3 separate regions of the Mus musculus genome follow, and regions 2 and 3 are each linked to region 1. The links are chromatin contacts, called in public HiChIP or PLAC-seq and promoter capture Hi-C maps. All regions are on one chromosome and are shown on one strand. Each heading gives the region's core, a stretch centred on a gene start, on an enhancer-like site or on the middle of the called end of the contact. The rest is flanking DNA. Distances are from core to core; before and after follow the strand shown. Region 1 holds the start of Stxbp1 (syntaxin binding protein 1). Region 2 holds the start of St6galnac6 (ST6 (alpha-N-acetyl-neuraminyl-2,3-beta-galactosyl-1,3)-N-acetylgalactosaminide alpha-2,6-sialyltransferase 6). Region 3 holds the start of Slc2a8 (solute carrier family 2, (facilitated glucose transporter), member 8).

Evidence for each region. HiChIP or PLAC-seq counts read pairs in DNA pulled down with a chosen protein or histone mark. Capture Hi-C pulls out chosen DNA fragments and counts their contacts.
Region 2: a promoter capture Hi-C map of adipose tissue shows a contact between it and region 1. The contact joins the promoter of St6galnac6 here to the promoter of Stxbp1 in region 1. A contact is called at or near these places in 9 of 39 promoter capture datasets (the 3T3-L1 cell line, the C10 cell line, HPC-7-derived erythroid cells and 4 more), 2 of 15 datasets of contacts at CTCF or cohesin (the NIH/3T3 cell line and embryonic stem cells), 5 of 484 Hi-C or Micro-C datasets (the BV-2 cell line, the G1E-ER4 cell line, embryonic stem cells and 1 more), 9 of 115 datasets of contacts at active chromatin or transcription factors (bone marrow-derived macrophages, effector CD8 T cells, embryonic basal ganglia and 4 more) and 3 of 9 other capture datasets (adipose tissue, liver and pancreatic islet).
Region 3: an H3K27ac HiChIP or PLAC-seq map of microglia shows a contact between it and region 1, with 4 times the contacts expected there. The contact joins the promoter of Slc2a8 here to the promoter of Stxbp1 in region 1. A contact is called at or near these places in 1 of 115 datasets of contacts at active chromatin or transcription factors (microglia) and 1 of 9 other capture datasets (adipose tissue).

Annotation. Positions count from the first base shown.
Region 1 is chr2:32,845,642-32,849,500 of GRCm38.p6, reverse strand. Stxbp1 (syntaxin binding protein 1) reads left to right here and starts at 2,269. Exons shown (of 19, transcript NM_009295.2): 1 at 2,269-2,446. The coding sequence starts at 2,410. Gm13524 (predicted gene 13524) reads right to left here and starts at 3,565. Exons shown (of 2, transcript NR_166175.1): 1 at 3,066-3,565; 2 at 1-1,744.
Region 2 is chr2:32,605,249-32,609,107 of GRCm38.p6, reverse strand. It overlaps St6galnac6 (ST6 (alpha-N-acetyl-neuraminyl-2,3-beta-galactosyl-1,3)-N-acetylgalactosaminide alpha-2,6-sialyltransferase 6), which reads right to left and starts at 2,123. Exons shown (of 7, transcript NM_016973.3): 1 at 1,997-2,123; 2 at 1,012-1,066. The coding sequence starts at 1,037. It overlaps Gm52551 (a long non-coding RNA gene), which reads left to right and starts at 1,207. Exons shown (of 2, transcript XR_003954025.1): 1 at 1,207-1,335.
Region 3 is chr2:32,979,920-32,983,778 of GRCm38.p6, reverse strand. Slc2a8 (solute carrier family 2, (facilitated glucose transporter), member 8) reads left to right here and starts at 1,696. Exons shown (of 10, transcript NM_019488.5): 1 at 1,696-1,821; 2 at 1,896-2,058; 3 at 2,212-2,418; 4 at 3,678-3,777. The coding sequence starts at 1,766.

The sequences.
Region 1 (3,859 bases), core at 1,020-3,519:
CACATTCTAAACCAAACGGGGCCACATAGTAAGTCCTGTCTAAGTAAATAGATCGATAGATTAAATAAATAAATAAATAAATAAATGCATTTGTTTTAAAAAGTACTTGAATTACTACTTGGCCACTACTCAATACAGCCTCTCTGAATCCCAGGGTCCTCGTCTATAAAAAAAAAAAATCACTTGATTTCTGAATGATATGCGGAAAGGGTCCCAGATCACAGGGCTGTCCACACGTGTGGGGTACTCATGGACTTCATAGCCATACTTTGTAGCCTATTTGTTTCAGGTTTTTGAGACAGGAGATTACCATGTAGCCCAGGCTGGCAGAAGTTCACAGAAAGTCTCTTGCCTTACCCTCTCAAACACTGGGATGTTTGCCACCGTGTCTAGCAGTCCTTTATGATTAAAAAAATTTTTATTATATGTATACGTAAGTATGATGTATGTACACACTCTGTGGCACTCATGTGGAAGTCAGACAATTTTAGGGAGTTGGTTCCAGAGAACTGCTGTAAAAGTTTTATTATATTTACCTAATGTCTGATACCAAGCGCCACTGTGCGTGTGTGGAGGTCAGAGAACGTGTGGGAGTCTGCTTGCTCCATGCACTAACTGGATTCCAGGGGGTCAAACTTAGGATATAAGGCCAGACGACAAGTGCCTTTACCCACTGAGCCCTCTCAATAGCTCTGCCTTTGGGAGTTTGTTGTTGTCGTTTTGTTTTGTTTTGTTTTGTTTTTTTAAACTGGGTATATGTAGCTCTGGCTTGCCTGAAACTCACTATGTAGACCAGGCTGGCCAAGAACTCACAGAGTTTGTCCTGCCTCTACCTCCCAAGTGCTGGGATTAAAGGTCTGTGCTGCTATGCCCTCCTTTGTGGTTCTTTCTTGTTTGTTTGTAAAGATAGCGATTTTCTGTGTAGCCCTGGCTGTCCCTCAACTTGTTCTATAGACCAGGCTTTTCTGAAACTTGCTCTGTAGACCAGACTGGTCTCAAACTCAGGGACCCCCTAGCTTTCTGTCTCCTGAGTGCTAGGACTAAAGGTATGTGTTACCACACCTGGCTCCTTTGTGATTTTTCCTTTTAAAAATGTTTTTAAAAAAGATTTATTCATGCATGTATTTTATGTATGTGGGTATTCTGTTGGCATGTATGCACATCAGAAGAGGGCATTTGGTCCTACTAGATACAGTCACAGACAATTGTGAGCTGTCATGTGAATGCTAAGACTTTAACTGAGGACCTCTGGAAGAACAGCCAGTGCTCTTAACCACTGAGCCATCTCTCCAGCCCCATCCTTTGTGATTTTTAAGTTAGTTGGACTTGTTCATTTTTTCTTTGCACTTTATTTTATTTTCCACCATCAGGGATCAAAGTGGAGACCTTGCATATAACAAGCAAGTGCTCCACCTCTGAGGTACGTCTCCTACTCTTGTTCTGTATTTCCAAAGCAACCTTCTTCATTAGCAAAGATGGAACCTCGAAAACCAGTATGTGACCATGTAGACAGGAGGAAGGAGATGCTGAGTCCAGAGTTGATTCTGTAGTATTTCCTAATTAGATTTGGACTTTGGAAACTACTGGATTTGTTCCATGTCTTGTGCACGAGTGCAGCTCCAGTATACAGAATATCCATAGTAATTCATATACATAGCTTATACATAGTTATGGGAGAATAATATTCATTAGTGACTGATAGATAAATGGTACAACAGCAAGCGCCTCGGGTGTGTTTTTGTACCTGAAAATGAAGATTAGAAATGATGTTCGGTTATTGCGCGAATTTAGTAAAATGATACCTGAAAGGTGTGTAACACAGAGCTTAGCTCTCCATCAATGGTAAACAGACCACAGAGACACAGGGATAGTGTCAGTGTACTGTAAGCCTATGTTGTGGCTGGGAATGGGACTACAGTTAATAAGAATCTGCTCTCAGAGTTCGGTTTTTTGGCAGGAGAAAATGGAAGGCTCCCAAAAAAGCAGGAAGAGCATCACAGCCTGGCTTTAGGGAGATTCCCATGACCTGGGCAGCCCGTGCAGGGCTGGCGAGGGGATTTTAGGACCCTGAGGCCCTGGCGCGAGCGTGAGGCGCAGGGGAGGGCGCTCCCGGAGCCTGCATCCCGGAGGGCGGGGTCTCGCGCCCGGGCCGCGCTTCTATTGGCGGCAGCGCGCGGGTGACGATGACGGCTGGCGCGAGGCCCCGCCCCGCAGCCCCGCCCCTCCCGCGCGCGCTGGCCGCTACACAGCCTCGCTTTGGCCCGAGTCGCGCCCCCGCGCGGAGTCCGCGCGTCAGTCGGTCCCGAGCGCGACTGCGGGGCGGCGGGCTGCAGACAGCGGGGCGCGCGGCCCGGGGGAGGCGACGGTGTCGCGGGAGGAGCATCGGAGCCCGAAGACTCGAAGAACGCCATGGCCCCCATTGGCCTCAAGGCGGTGGTCGGAGAGAGTAAGTGGCGTCCGGGTGCTGCCCCGGGGCCGGCGAAACCCGTTATTCAGGCGCCGCCCTCCCGGGAGGGATGCCCCTCTGGCTTCCTGCGGCCAGCAGGCTTCCCTGACTCACGCTTCACCCAGATCCCCTCTTCACCTCGGTCCTCCTCACCCCAGACGCCTCCTCAGTCTCTATTCCTCCACCTCTCTTCATCCCATCCCTCCTCCTCATACCTCGCCTTCATAAACATCTCGTTTTCCTTTTTACCTTCATCCATTCACTTCCATCACGCCATCTCTCCCTTCATCCCATCCCTCTCCTCTCTCTCTCTCTCCCTGTTCACCTCCCCCACCCGCGCCTTTATCCCCTCCAGCCCACCACCCTCCTCTGCAGCATCACCCTTCTGCACCCCAACTCTTCTCCAGACGTATTCCTTTCCTACCGTCTCCTTTCCTTGCCTTCTGCATATCCAGAGCTCTCAATTCCGCTCCCCCCCCCCTTTCTTTCTGTCTCCAATCCCTCCCTCTTTCCCACCCTCCCTCGTGAATCGTGACGAACGAAGCCTGGCCTGCGTCCTCCTCCCTCCCTGCCTCCCTCTCCCGGGAGCAGGGCGCTGTCCCCGGCTGCAGAGACCCACCTGGGAGCGGCTGGGCGCGCGCCGCCAGGGCCACTCCTGCCAGCTGGGCAGGGGACACGGGGTTTTCCTGTGGCACTGCTTCCGCAAGGCTCTCTCCGCCTCCCCTTCCCCGGGCTGGACTTAAAGGGAGGGGTCTTAGCTGGTCCGAACCCTTAGAAATCCCAAGGGAAAGGGGAGCAGTTTCGGAGTGTCGCGGGAGGAGTGGCCCCAGCCAGCGCCGCAGTCTGCAGTCTCGCTGCTTGTGGGACTCAGACCTGGGCGTCGCTGCGGGGAAGATGTGACTGTTTATAGGTTTGCATGAAAGGCACAGCAGACATGTTTAAATTTATTTATTTATTTTTTTTTAATAATGGATGGGGAGCGTCGAAGTGAGGGCGGGCTGTCGGTATTCTCAAAGATGGGTGACCTAGGTAGAAAAATAGTGCCTCTTAAGTATTTTGGCACGTCTTTACAATGAAACCGCGTGAACACTGCTGTGACTTTGGCTATCTTTTTAGAGTGAGAGAGAAAATGAAAGTGCCTTTTCCCTGTAGGAGAGGTGGAAATTTACAGTTTCCCTTTTCAGTGATCCTGTTCTATGGCAGCTTCCTCCCCGCCCCCCACCCCCCATCAAATGCAGCATAACTGTTGAGCGTACTAACTGCCTAACCCTTATCTTTTGACTGGTATGAGTAGGGGGGGGGGATACTCTTCCCTGATATAGTACATCAGGAGAAATTATTATAAAAACAAAACCAAAAGTCGACCTTTTTAAATGCTTATGCTAGCACCCGTGCTGTAAAGGCTACTTGAAT
Region 2 (3,859 bases), core at 874-3,373, 240 kb after region 1:
GTCCTGGTTCCCACTCATACTTCAAGCAGGGATGGTCCAAAAGTTTCCTAGGTCCTGACACCCTCCTCACAGGCCTTTGAACCCCAGGGCTCAGTGAATTCGGTCATTGGTCAATGTGATCTTGGGGTCAAGGGCAAGCCTTCCTGCCCCGCCCAGCTGTGTGCCTCACTCTATAACCCTCCCTTCCCTCCCACCACTGGGCCTGGCCCTTCTACACTTCCAAGCCCCAACCTGTAAGCAGGCCATAAGAGGGCATCCAGCCCACTTCCTCTGGCAGCTACAGCCCAAAAACGCAAAAAAGGGCTGGCATAGAGAGGAAGAAAACTAGGCTGGATCCTCAAAGGGGATCCCCAGATCAGAGCGCGCGCTCCCCGGGGAGCCTCTCGGCTCCGGTCACTATCTCCGCCCCCTGACCTAGCTGCGGTTTACTCCTACTCCAGGAATAGCTAGAAACCTCCAGGCTAGAGTGCCACACACACCGCTCCTGATTGGCCAGGCCTGGCTCCTCCCATTGCCAAGCACGACCCCACCCCGTGGCAGCTCCCACTACCATCCCCAGGCTTCATGGTTCCCCTGTGCCATCCCAGTATCTTCAGTCAGAGACCCCAGACTTCTGTCTGTCCCCAGCGGGCAGTTCAGGAAACAGGCTTAATGGAAGGGAGGCGTGGCTTGTCCGTGGACTCAAACCGTTAGGTCAGAAGACAGGAGGCCAGAATCCTAGAGTCGCCCCCATTAACCCTGACACCTCCAGCATTCAAAGCTCCCCTGGGTCTGGCCACAGCTCCCAGACAGACCACCGTCTTACTACCCTGTCTTGCGCATGCCCCGTGCTCCAGACACTTGGAGCACTCCAGGTCCCAGGCCCACGCCCCACTTTCCCACCTTTGCCTGAGCAGTGCCCTCAGCCAGGACTACGGTTCCCCCGGTCAGGCCCGTCACGGTCCTGCTCTGAGAACGCCATGGTCAGAACAGCGTATCAGGTGCCAGTGCGAATGTCGGGTCCACACTTACTGGCTGGGGGGCCTCGAGCAAGCCATGTGACCTCTCTGAGCCTCAGTTTCCTCATCTGTGAAATGGGAATAAGAACTGGTAACTCCTGGGGCGACTGGAAAGATGCATGCATTTGTGAAAAGGAGAGCCGAAGGCTTGAAAGTACTATATCAGAAATCCTAAGCCTTCGGGTTACTCCGTTCAATGCCCGCCCCTGCACAAGCCTGTCCCAGAAACAATCCTCCCCCTCTTGACCCCAAGCCGGGGACTTCCCTTATATTACGAAACATGCTCCGGAGCTACGCAAAGCATCGCCTGCCTACACACTTTTCAAGGCAACGCCTGGTAGGTGCTCTTGCTCCCCATTTCACAGATGAGGAGACTGAGGGATCAGAGAGGCAACGCGCCTCGCAGGGAGCAGGAGCAAGCGGGGGAGGGGGGAATCTTGTAGTGTTTGTTTACAGGGCGGAGCCTGAAAGGGTCTCCCGGGAGGGTCCCCTTGTAGCCTGTGCGTGCGCCAGACATCTAGTTCGGCTCGGAGTGGCCAGGCCTGGTGGGGAGCTGCTGACTCCGCTGGGGAGGTGGCAGCCCAGAAGCCTAGACTCAGCTCCAAGGCTGGACCTGCGGAGGCTGAGCTCTGGGCTGAGGGTGAGGGCCGCACCCTGAGCTCGCTCTGGGGCTTCTCCAGGTGACGGGAGCAGGGTACCCCCGAGTGCCTCGTGAGAGGCTCAGCCCCGCTCCCCATCTTCTGCCGCTGCACCCTAGGGTCAAGCATCCTATCCTGACCCCGGCTCTGCAGGGGAGGGGTGCGGGGCCGCGGCAGGGTCGCCCCATCTCCAACACGAGAGGCCCAAAGAATCCCGCTAGATCTCGGGGTGCAGTTAGCAAGCAGAGTGGGTCTCGGGGAGCCCTGGGGCTCCCCCCTTATCAGCGGCTCCCCACTGCCGAGGCGCAAGCACAAGCCCCCTCCCGCTCTGCTGCCCGCCCCCGCGCAGCACCGGCTCACCTCCGCCGGGGAGCGCCCGGCCCCCCGCGGCCCCCGCACCCCGTCACATGGCGCCGGGAGCCGAGAACCGGGGTCCGCGCCGCTCTGGCCGCCCAGGCCCCGCCGCAGCTCCAGCCCGCCGGGTCCTAGCGCCGGCGCTCGCAGTCCCGTTAGGGCCGAGCGAGAGGGCGGAGCCTCAGGCTGCGGATGGCCCCGCCCCAGGGAGGTGCCAGAGAGGAGAGACGCTCTCCCACAGCACCCTCGTGCCCCGCGCCCCATCCCAAATCTCATCCATTTCTCTCTCTCCAAATGGACACCAGGACCTCGGATGGGGAATCCGAAACGCGGAGATCACTGGGTTCGAACTCTGGTTATTAATTACCTGGACTCCCCCTCGTAGAGACCCAGTAACCATCCCCTAGGCAGCTTGGTACTTCATCTCCTTATCTCCGGAAAATGGAGAGAGCAACGTTTGAAAACGTAGCTTTTGATGGGCCTGGTAGCTTAGAGGCCTGCACCCTACTTAGGAGATAGAAGAGGGCGGAAGACTGTTGCAAGTTCAAGGCCAGCCTGATAGACATAGTGAGTACCGGGCCGGCCAGGGGTACATGGAGAGATCTTGGCTCAACTCTCTTCATCCTACCCTCAAATATTCGTTGCACTATTTTATGTGACTAAAAGGAAGCAATCTGGACCCAACCAACTGGATGGCTCAGCAGTTACAAATACTGGCAACTCTTCTAGAGGACCTGGGGTCCACTCCCAGCACAGTCCTAGGAGGATCTGTCGCCCTCTTCTGGCATCCATGGGTACTGCACATATATGTGGTACACAGACATGTGGAAGCAAAACATCCATACACATAAAATAAAATGAAAAATTAAAGAAAAATGCAACCTGAGGGCTAGGGAGATAGTCAATATGTCAGACTCGATGCCGTGTTCTGCTTCTGTCTTTCGAAACAGGGTTTCTTGGTGTAGCCCTGGCTGTCCTGAAACTTGCTCTCTAGACCAAGCTGGCATTGAACTCACAGAGATCCCTCTGCCTCCCCAAGTGGTGGGATTAAAGCCGTGTGCTACCCCCGCCCAGCGACGTCACGTGTTTGTAATCCCCATTCTGGGGGTGGGAAGAACAGGAGACCCCTCCAGCTAGCTTACCCTTTCTGGGCCTCCCAGGTCAAGGAAAGAACATTGGAGGCTGACCTTTGGCCTCCAGACATCCAGGGATGTGCATGTATGGACACAGGGATGTGCATATGTAGCCTGTTAGAAAGCTGGTTACATAAACAAAGACTGCCTACCCATAGTGTTCTAAGAGGCTGGGAACGAGGGTTAACGTGCATGCCTGAGAGGGTGATGGGGAGATTTAGGAAGAGAAAGCATGTTTAAAGAGTTCTGTTTTGTAATTACTTAGGAAAACATCATAGTAAAACTTTCCATTCCCCACCCTAGGTACCTATTAGGTCCTGCAGATGTACACAGTGAAGGTCACAGCTGGACAGTTTGAAACACAAGAGTAGAAATAGTCCAGATATCTACTAACAGGAGAATGGAAAGTTTGTTTGTTTGGTTTGATTTGGTTTTCTTTCTTTCTTTCTTTCTTTCTTTCTTTCTTTCTTTCTTTCTTTCTTTTTTTTCTTCGAGATAGGGTTTCTCTGTGTAGCCCTGGCTGTCCTGGATCTCTCTCTGTAGACCAAGCTGGCCTTGAACTCAGAAATCCGCCTGCCTCTGCCTCCCAAGTGATTGATTTGGTTTTCAAGACAAAGGTTCTTCTGGGTAGCCTTAGCTGTCTTGGGACTCGATTTGTAGACCTGGCTGGCCTTAAACTCAGATCCACCTCTGCTGTGCTGGGATTAAAGGCATTTGTCATCACCACCTGGCAAGG
Region 3 (3,859 bases), core at 447-2,946, 130 kb before region 1:
AGACATCAGAAACCTGATGCCTATTGGGAAAAAAAGAGAGAAGAGCAGGTGATTTCAAAGCAGTGATAAGATCTATCACCCAAGCAGGAAACTTCGTAGAAGGACAAGCCGGTATTGCCCGCCCGCCTTTAAGAATAGTCTTGTGGGCTGGTGAGATGGCTCAGTGGGTATGAGCACCCGACTGCTTTTCCAAAGGTCCGGAATTTAAATCCCAGCAACCACATGGTGGCTCACAACCATCCGTAAGGAGATCTGACTCCCTCTTCTGGAGTGTCTGAAGACAGCTGCAGTGTACTTACATATAATAAATAAATAAATCTTTAAAAAAAAAAAAAAGAATAGTCTTGTGATCAAAACTTCAAACTGCTGGTTGCTACAATTGGGTGGCTGCAGTAACGTAAAACCACTGTACAGACGGGATGGGCATTTTAAGGCTTAGCCTGCTCACAGCCCTCTAGAGATGAAGACACCCAGGCACAGAGAGGGACTAGGTGCCTCTCACTGGTTCTTTCTACATCTGTACGGATGAAGCTGCCACAAAGGTAGCGATTAAGCAGAGCAGTAGAGGCACACAATCACAGGGAGACTCGGGGCGGGAGGACAATAGAGATAATTACCATGATCGTGGGGTAACCAGGGAACAAGGGAATCACTAAGTTCCACTCTGTCCCACTTCTGGAATGGGGGACCTTGCCTGACAGGGTCCTCATCATCTCAGAATTCTAGACATTTGTAGCACTCATGATGAAGGTGAGCTGCTACCAGAAGCACCAGGTCAATGTCAGAAAGTCCAAGGATAGGAACAGGTGGCCCAAGAGAGTTTTCTTGGAGCCTTTTCACCCTGACGCTCTCTGAAGCAGAAGTCAAAGTTGGGGAGGAGCCTATTCCAGGGAACTGTGGGTAGTAAGGGTGGGAAGTCTTTCGGGAGCCAGTGTGATCCATCGCTGACCCACTACTACCCTCATTAGTGGAGGCTAGATTTAGAGACAATTCCATATAAAAATTAAAATAAAATAAAAGTAAAAATATAAAGGATGGCTCAATGCTTACGAACACTTGTTCCAGCAGAGGGCTCAAGCATGCACACACATGGCTCACAACAATCTCTAACTCCAGTTCCGTAGGATCTGATGATGCTTTCTGAATTCTACAAGCACCAGGAATGCATGGGACACACACACACACACACACACACACACGTGAACATGTAAACAACACTCATACAAATAAAGTTTAAATAAAAGCAAAAGAAACCACCAAAATAGGGGCAGCGAGATGACTCTGCTTGTAAGGTGTTTGCCCTCAAGCTTGACGACCTCCGTTCGATCCGGAGGATCCACTTGGTGGAAGGAAAACAAACTCAGGGAAGTTTACTTCGAACGTGCACAGGCACACTGTCACCTCTGTCCATCCCCCCCCCCCCCACTCCCTCCAGCCCCCAATAGATGATTAGAGGGAAAAACAAAAACAAAACACCCAAACAATCTTTCCATTCTCATTGGCAAGCTCAGACCTGATGGGCCACGCCTTCAGACTCACACCACACTCCAATTGGACAGTCGTGCCTGGGTCCCGGACACAGCTCCCTGCAAACCTTTACTTGGGTCGCTGGCGTAGTTCAGCTCCATTGAGCTTTGCAACCGGCTCTGTACTTCCATTGGCCAGCTCTGGTTGGGGGCCGGGTTCTAGCATCCCATTGGTCACTCCTGCAGCGGAGGCCGCGCTCGCCCGAGCGGCGACAGTTCGCGGGTCAGGTCCTGCTGACATGTCTCCCGAGGACCCCCAGGAGACGCAGCCGCTATTGCGGCCACCGGAAGCCAGGTGAGGACTCCCAGGGGCCGCGGTCACTCTCTCACGCCCGGCGACACCGCTCACGCCCCGCCTTGTACCCGTAGGACTCCCCGCGGCCGCCGGGTCTTCCTCGCTTCCTTCGCCGCCGCTCTGGGACCCCTCAGCTTCGGCTTCGCGCTCGGCTACAGCTCCCCCGCCATCCCCAGCCTGCGGCGCACCGCACCCCCGGCCCTGCGCCTCGGAGACAATGCGGCCTCCTGGTTCGGGGTGAGCCCTCTGGGGAGTCCTGGGTCCCCCACTCTCTGCCGCACCCCAGGATCCTCCTCATTCTCTTTCCTCTGAGACTAGGGGGCGTGGGGTGGAAGGATCGTGGGCCATGGCCCCTGGTGGCCTCCTCTTCAGCCCGTCCCGGGTCCCCAGGCCGTCGTGACCCTGGGCGCTGCTGCAGGGGGCATACTGGGCGGCTGGCTCCTGGACCGTGCAGGGCGCAAGCTGAGCCTCTTGCTCTGCACCGTGCCCTTCGTGACTGGCTTTGCTGTCATCACCGCGGCCCGGGATGTGTGGATGCTGCTCGGAGGCCGCCTCCTCACCGGCCTTGCCTGCGGAGTCGCCTCACTAGTGGCACCGGTGAGTGGTTTGAGCCTCCTAGATGACCTTTGCCAGGCAGGGGGCAGCCGGTCAGCAGCGAGGCAGTTCCTTACTGATCTTTTACTCTACTATGGTGGTGTCACTGTATGCTAGGCAGCGATAACGGGAATGCCCCTATTTTCTTGTTAACTGGGCAGTTCTACTCTGGTTTGTCCCTAGGATAGGCTGCAGGCTCCCTTCACTGCTTGCAGTGAAGGCTACATATACCTTGCAGCCCACACACCTGGACCACTTACCTGGACACAGGCTTCTCTCCCAGCCTCAGTGCCCCCCTGTAAAGTAAGGCCTAGTCCCGAGGTGGTTTCGGCCTTTGCACAGGAAACTGCTGGCCCGGGATAGTGTCTGAAAAGATTTAGACCCTAGCAACTGAGGGTCACCAGCAACCTGTGGCTACACACTTGGATGACCACCCATCCCTCCTTCACTTCCATGGCCTCCTGCTTATCCTCTTCATCTGTTGGAGGCGTGAAGGAGCTAGAGGAAAGGGAGACTGGGGACCTGTGGGTTGTTTTTGTTTTGTGTTTGTTTGTTTTTACTAGAGCATAAAGTATAGGATAATCTAGAAGTATGTATGGATAATGTCTAGTGACTCCTGAGATTAGAAGTGATGGCACCCCTGTTAGGACTGGGCTGAACAAGGACACATCAGACAGCAAGGGAGAAGTCTTTCGTTCTAACTCACATCTGTGCATATTAAATGTGTGCTGGGCTGGGCCTGGTGGCACATGCCTGTAATCCCAACACTTGAGGGTTAAATACATGAAGATCAGGAATTCAAGGTTTTCCTCAGCTCGGGAAGCTAGCCTAGGCTTCATGAAACTCTATCTCAATCAATCAATCAAGCAAGCAAGCAAGCAAGCAAACCAGGGTAGGAAAGCTCTGCACTCCTCTCTCAGTGCTCACACACATAATGGCAACCCATTACCCACAATCCTCTTTAAAACTCTGCGGGAAACCGGGTGGTGGTGGCGCACGCCTTTAATCCCAGCACTTGGGAGGCAGAGGCAGGCGGATTTCTGAGTTCCAGGCCAGCCTGGTCTACAGAGTGAGTTCCAGGACAGCCAGGGCTACACAGAGAAACCCTGTCTCGAAAAACCAAAAAAAAAAAAAAAAACAAACAAACAAACAAAAAAAAAAAATCTGCAGGAAATGGGGAGGGGCACTCTGCTGGCCTATAGCGTACAGTTAAACCTTTCCTTTCAAAGAGCCAAGTAAAATCTCACCTTAACCACCAATAGGTTTACATCTCGGAAATCGCCTACCCAGCTGTCCGAGGACTGCTCGGCTCCTGTGTGCAGCTGATGGTTGTCACTGGCATCCTCCTGGCCTATGTGGCAGGTAGATTTGTGTGCTTTCTTTGATCCCTGTTAGAGGCTATGCGGTCACTCTGGAAACTGAGGTTCACAGAGGACAAGAGTTT